2 separate regions of the Triticum aestivum genome follow, and region 2 is linked to region 1. A link is a contact called in public Hi-C data. All regions are on one chromosome and are shown on one strand. Each heading gives the region's core, a stretch centred on a gene start, on an enhancer-like site or on the middle of the called end of the contact. The rest is flanking DNA. Distances are from core to core; before and after follow the strand shown. Region 1 holds the start of LOC123078450. Region 2 holds the start of LOC123078451 (beta-galactosidase 2).

Evidence for each region. A called contact is a pair of places that touch in the nucleus more often than the background predicts.
Region 2: a contact with region 1 is called in a Hi-C map of leaf, with 4 times the contacts expected there. The contact joins the promoter of LOC123078451 here to the promoter of LOC123078450 in region 1. A contact is called at or near these places in 2 of 5 Hi-C or Micro-C datasets (both in leaf).

What each region holds. Positions count from the first base shown.
Region 1 is chr3D:283,882,674-283,885,888 of IWGSC CS RefSeq v2.1, forward strand. LOC123078450 reads right to left here and starts at 1,702. Exons shown (of 7, transcript XM_044500962.1): 1 at 1,464-1,702; 2 at 1,032-1,147; 3 at 794-876; 4 at 304-425. The coding sequence starts at 1,506.
Region 2 is chr3D:284,341,727-284,344,941 of IWGSC CS RefSeq v2.1, forward strand. LOC123078451 (beta-galactosidase 2) reads left to right here and starts at 1,567. Exons shown (of 19, transcript XM_044500964.1): 1 at 1,567-3,215.

The DNA.
Region 1 (3,215 bases), core at 452-2,951:
TCAGGATGTGCAAATGGAATATGTTTTATAGGTAAAACAGACAGGGACATCCAATTAATTATACAAATAGTGCCAGCAGAAACCAATCTTACAGAGATGTCACAACTAGATTTTAATGTTATGACTAATGGACTACATATGCAGGCAAGAGACTCCACCATTTTTACATTTGCAGAGTGTATGTGCAAGTTGTTGAAAAACAAAACAAGCTCTTCCACGTGCTAATGATAAAATTCAATGAAACAACTTAATAATTGCAATAATAAACACAACTATACAAACCAAACAACGTATATCACCAACCTTTGCTGTGACCAACAACAGCTGCTACATCATACTTCTCCTGATACAGATATGAGACAATAGAATGCAAGTCTTCAGCCTCTTTCCTGTAGTTGCCATATTGGAATACACCTTCGCTCTCTCTGAAAAGCAATATGATCAAAGTCACAACATGGATGAGGTTAGGAACCATGCATATGCCTATTTCAATTATTGAAAAAATTGTGTACCAACAAATATATATTAAAACAACAAAAATGCAATTCGTGAAATTTAAATGGAAAAGGATATCTGCCAGATTATGTTATCCATATTTTTTGTCCATGAAAAAGGTGCAGGTCTAACAGATAAAATAAAATCAGAGGACCAAAATGATAGTATACGTCATACATGAACCTGAGCTCATTCAGTTATAAAGACTACCTTCAGAAAAGGCTAGAGTAGCATTTAGCATAACAACTTTAGTGAACGTACAAGCAACAGCATATCCATGATTCTATGAGTAACTTACCCGTTTCCACTGAAGTCAAAGCGAAAGACACTAATCCCTTGTTTTATTATTGCATCTGCCAGATCAACAATAACGCCAGAACTCTGAAGATAAGTGTTAAACGTCAGTAGAAGGGTAGTAGAAACTACTACTCCGACGGTTCAATTCGCTGCATCTCACATAAGCAAAATGAAACTTAGTGGCCCTAATCTTGAAGTGGACAAGGCGAATTTCTTGTGGTCACGAAATAGTTATGTACCTTGGAGGCCGTAAAGCCATGGCACAAGACTACAATCCTGTTCGAACCCGTGGGATGCAGCAGGCCCACAAGTTTCTCTCCATGCTTGTTCGTTATCAATACCCTGTGTGTAGCAGCTGTTTCATAAAACCACACGGTGTCAACAGTTTGGACTCAAAATTAGCTTTACGTATCTTCTCTTCTGTGACAAGAGTATAGGAGTAACTTCAACTCAGATGAAGCCATCCTTTGACTTAGACTACTAACACTATTCGGATTTGCAAATAACTCCAAAATCCTTAGGTTTATGCGGCCATCTGAGCACTTCATAGTAGCACAAGAAACCATCTACTAGTCTAAGATGGCTATGCAGATTCTTGAGATCAAATTTGAAGTATGGTAGTTGTCGCCCAAGAGAAGGTACGGATGGTGAAATCAAGAAAAGGGGCTTACGGGGATTGGAGGCATCCCGGGAAGAATTGAGCGGCTGCGACATGGACGACAGATGGCGGCAGCAGCCTCGTGCGGTTTGGGGTGGGAGGAACCCGAGGCTAGCCGACCCGCCGGCGGTGGCAGGAGCAGGATGAATGTTAGATTCGCCGGGCAACTGGAGGAGGCCAGGAGGAGGGCGTGGAATTTAAGGTATCCAGAAAAAGAACGCACTAGGAAGGCGCTACCATTGGATGGACCCAATGACAGCGTGAAGGGCTGGAAGCCGTTGGATTGGGATTTCTTGCTCGCGATTTTCTTCCTTACAGCCGCTCGCCCGATTTTGGACTAAAAAAGGACCCTTAAAAAAGACCCAATAAAAGGGTTTTCACTATTTATACCACTAGTTGTGTAATACTAAGTTTTGCCATTAAAAATTACAAATTCTTAAAAATGTCATCGTTCCGTGAGATGTTTGCTCAAAAATAACATTAGAAACCTAAAAAATGCCATCATTTTGGTAGATATTTGCTCAAAATAAATGGGGCGAGGCTAATCCGCGCGTGGTGGAACGCTCGCTTTTTGACAGGAAGCCTTTGAGTAGTTAGAAATTGCGGCACAATTTCATTAAGATTTTCTACAAGATTAGTAGGAAAGTTTGGTTGGTCCTTATCACCCCCACACCTGAAAATTGGGAGAGGGGAGGGGATTAGATGTACATCACGAGTGGGCTGATTACATGGTCAAAAGGAGCAGGTGGGGCCATCCTTGTTGATTTGGAAAGGGACAGATCACGATCGAAAACAGATTTGGGACGCACGGAGCCCTTCGCGGGTGCAACGAGCGATCGCCAAAGAGTCTTTTCAAAGTAAATGTCATTAGACAGTGTTGCTGTGAGGTCAAACCCATTGACCAAGTTTAAGAATTAAGCATGATAATAATGACATCCCAAAGATATCCATGATATCCATGTTAACGCATGAAAAAAAAACGTACTTGCAACTAGCAACGCTATAAGAGGGCTGAGCAAACGGTAATATAGTCAAACAAATGTTTGCTAGGATGTGAAAGTTAATTGTTGTATCATGGCAATATGCAGGGTGCAAACATGTGGCAGGTAACGAGACCAATGATAGCATCAAGACATCTAGCAAGTAAAGCTAATAATTGTATCCAAGGTAAGGATCATCCTTGCCTGTTATCCCGCTTTGAAGAAGATCGAATCAATGAAGCGTAGTCGAACGAATCTTTACACTTCATATCAATACCAAAACTCTAATGAGAAGAACCAAACCGAAAAGAAACAGACGATACAGTAAACAAACAAGGGATGGCATAGTCTGAAGGAACACGTGGTACGATACGCTAGCGCTAAATAAAATTTCTATCGCGCACCCAAGATAATGCTGGTGGAAATAGATCACGGGATCGGGTTTACCACTAAACGCGCAGTCACCACGGTAGAAGTAGAGTTGGATGCGTGTAGTCGATCTCCCGGGTCATCACCACCTCGCGTCGCCGATCTCCCGCGAACAGCAAAGACTCGCGAACGGTTCGTCCAAGCACCACAGGTGCGATGCCTTCAAGATATCCACATATGCGGGGTGCAACGTCGGGCTGGGAACTGCTAGGTCTGGTCGCACGGCATGGGCGTTGGGAGTTGTGGCGGCGGCTGTCACAGGTGGAAAAAGATCAACCCTAAGTGGTGCGCCCACTCCTTTTTATATAGACCTCTGAGGTGGGATCAACACTTGAGCCCACTAAGAGTCTACATCC
Region 2 (3,215 bases), core at 317-2,816, 460 kb after region 1:
GTATCTTGGGCCCGCATCTCCAGATTCTCCGACCAATGTTGTAGATCAGCTGGCCCCTGGGCCCGCAGCACCACCACTTCGGGCGTCCTCTCCTGATTGGGCAGCGGATCTGAGGCCACGTTCCTCCTCATCTGATTGGGCAGCGGATCCGATGCCACTCCTCTCCTTTGGCGTAACTGCCTTCGGCGCTGGCTCTGCTCTCGTAGCGCCTCTCCCGCCTGTCTCGTTTGAATTTTCGGTCGAACGTTCCCCAGGTCCCGCAGCCGTAGTCAGCCGGTCAAAAGCCGACTGCCTACGCGTTATCATGTTTGCTGCCATCACCCTTGTGGGCCCCAGTCCGGCCTCGCACGTCGCACCCATCAGAGGGAGGCGCCAATCCGAAGCAGGGGAACCAGCCCGGCCAACAACTGCGCCATGAGCACGGCCGCCACCACTGCCGCCGGCGGCGCAGCTGCCACCACGTGAGTCGCGGACCCCAAACTGCCATGGCACCCAGCGCGGCCTAGGGCCCGGCCCTCCCATGTCTCCATCCTGCTCAGGGATGCCACTCTGACCACTGTATGACGAACCGTCAAAGAACCACGGCTCACCGGCCTCTCGGAGATCCATCACTGCATCCAAGTGAATGAGCACTTTGTACTGGAGGAACGCCGGCGGTCGCTCCTCCCCGGCTCCGGCACGGCGAGCCAGCGCAGGGTAGGGATGCTCTGCGGGTTCGCCGTCCAAGCAGTGGTCTTGAACGAAGCCAGGTCAGCCCGAGAGAAGGTCTCCGGAGCGACGGCGTCGAGCTTGCACGACGAGCCCAGCAAGTCCTCCACAACTGACCGATCCCAGGCATGGGGAGGGATCCCCTCCAGCTCCAGCCAAACTTTGAACCCAGCCACCGAATGCACCGCCTGCGACCAGTGGTGGAGACAGGCCCCAGGTAGCCCGGGCCGCTGCCTGGGGCGTGAGAGCAGCTCCCTTCATGTATTGTACATAGCACTGTAGATACAGTGCGTCAGTGTACACTGCCTGCCTGGGGCGTGGCCACATCCTGGCGCCGCCACTGCCTGCGACTGCCTATTCCATGGCCTGAAAATGAGCCTGTCACCTTGTAACTCCACCGATGGGCACGCCGAGACTCTGTTCCTGAGCTCCGCCGAGGCAAACACGAACAGAAAGTCCCCCGGGCAATGGCGGTGGACCGAGATGAACTCTAGTGGGATCCCCAGCTTGCCCTCCAACATCTCCCGCACCCGCTCTGACGAGATCATCCTCTTTGCACCACCCACATAAGCCACCATGGAAAACTACCAGGCGTGGCTCCGGACCAGCGAGAGCCACCATGGCAAACTACCTCGTCCCCGGCGCCGGCTCCGGCAGCGCAGCGCAGCGTCCTCTCACCGTGTGGCTAGCTTCGGAATCCCACCGAGTTTCCCATCCTATCTGACCCAGTTCTCACTAATCCTAGATCCTTGCTCCATCTCTCCTCGCAGACAAAAATATCCTCGCTCTCCTTTCAAAGAAAAAAGAAATTCCTCGCTCTACCTCTCTTCTAGCCTTATCACCGACAAGCAAATACTTTACTCCACTAGGCAAATATTCACAAACACTATTCAGTACAGAAAATAGCATTACCAAACACTAAGCCGCATAAATGTTTAGAGAGAGAAAGCCATCATCAAGAAAGAGGAAATGAAAAACACAACGTAAGGCCGGCCCCCGACGGGTCGCTCCTCGGTCGCTCCCGCGGGCGGCCAGGAGCGAAACCTAGCCGCCGCCGCAAGCCACAACCACCGCGCCCCCGCTCCTCGCCGCCGCCGGCAGGAGTCGCCGGGCAAAGCCCGCGGTTCGGCGGCGGCGGGGCCCTTTTTTTTCCTTTCCGCTGGAGATGGTACGGCGCGGGCCGGCCGCTCCTGGAGGGAGCTCGGGCACGTTGGCGCTCGGGATGGCGTTGGCTGGCGCTGGAAGGCTGGGGCAGCGGCCCCAGGTCGCGCGCGGGGTTGGCGTGCGCCTCCCTCGCGGAGGTGGTCCGGCGGCTGCCTGCGAGGCGGAGGATCCGGGGCCCTCGCGCCCGAATCTGGTGAGGAGGCGGGCCGTCGGCAGAGGCGTCGCGGCGGCGTGAGGTCAAGGCAGCGGTGGTGCTGGCCTGCGAGCAGGGTGGAGGCGCGGGCTGGGCGCGGCTGGGCGCGGAGTGCGGTGGGTGCGCCGTGTTGGTCGCCGGTGCAGATCTGGCGGGCGGCAGCCGGTGGTCTTCGCTCGGCGGCCCTGCGGGCAAGCCTGGACGCCACGGATCCGGCCTTGGCAGCGCAAGATGGGTAGTTTTCTCTGCCCCGTTCTGCTGCTCTGAAGTACAGGGGGCCGGAAGGAGACGGCTGCTGGTCGGAGGTCCGTGGCTGGCGGCCCGGGAGGGGCACTGCCGGCTGGTGGTGGTGCCCCGTTGCCGCTTGTTGGAGCTGGGTGGCTCTGCCGCGGTTGGATGCGGGGTGCAGGACCCGATCTGGTCTCTGCAGGCCCGTCGTCGAGGAGGTTTGCGGGTGGCCCTACACAGCAGTGGCGTGCTCGTTGTGTGGGGGGTGCGCGGTCCAATGGAGGTACGGGTCGACCTCGGCCTGCTGCGTGGGAGTGGCTGCACCGGGTGAAAGCCTGGCCGGTGCTGACCGGCCGTCGGCGACGGCGCCTGTGGGCGTCGCTATCCTCCTTGGAGGCGTTGTCGGGAATCTTCACAGCCTCTACTCCCGGATCAAGTCCTTCGGGTGAAAGCCCAGATCCTGCTACAAGGTCGGGCGGTGTCGTCGTCTTCAACGCCGTTCCCCTCTTTAGGGCGCCGTCTTGAAGAATTTGATCCCTTTGGTGCTTCCTATGACTGGACGTGCACGGTGGCTTCTGTGGCAACGACAACGGTGGTGAGCAACGTCGGAGGCGCGGCTTTGGTCGTGGTAGTCGGCTCTTCTTCTCCGGCGTGTCCATGGGAATGCCTCGACTGCCCGGTGCCGTGAAGTCGAAGCCGCGGTGGGGGGCCGCTCGTATACGATGACGCGTGTCAGGTGGCTCGTTCGGTGATCCCTCGTGACGCCAACCTTGCCTCGTTTCTTTGTGGTTCATCTTCGGAGTCGGAGCTGCGTTGTCTAATGTGGATTGTATGGAGTGTTTTGTTGCAACCATTAGGGTTGATGTTTTTCTTTTTCTTTTGATCTTCGGATCTCCTGGTCCTAGGACCTTCACCACCTTGT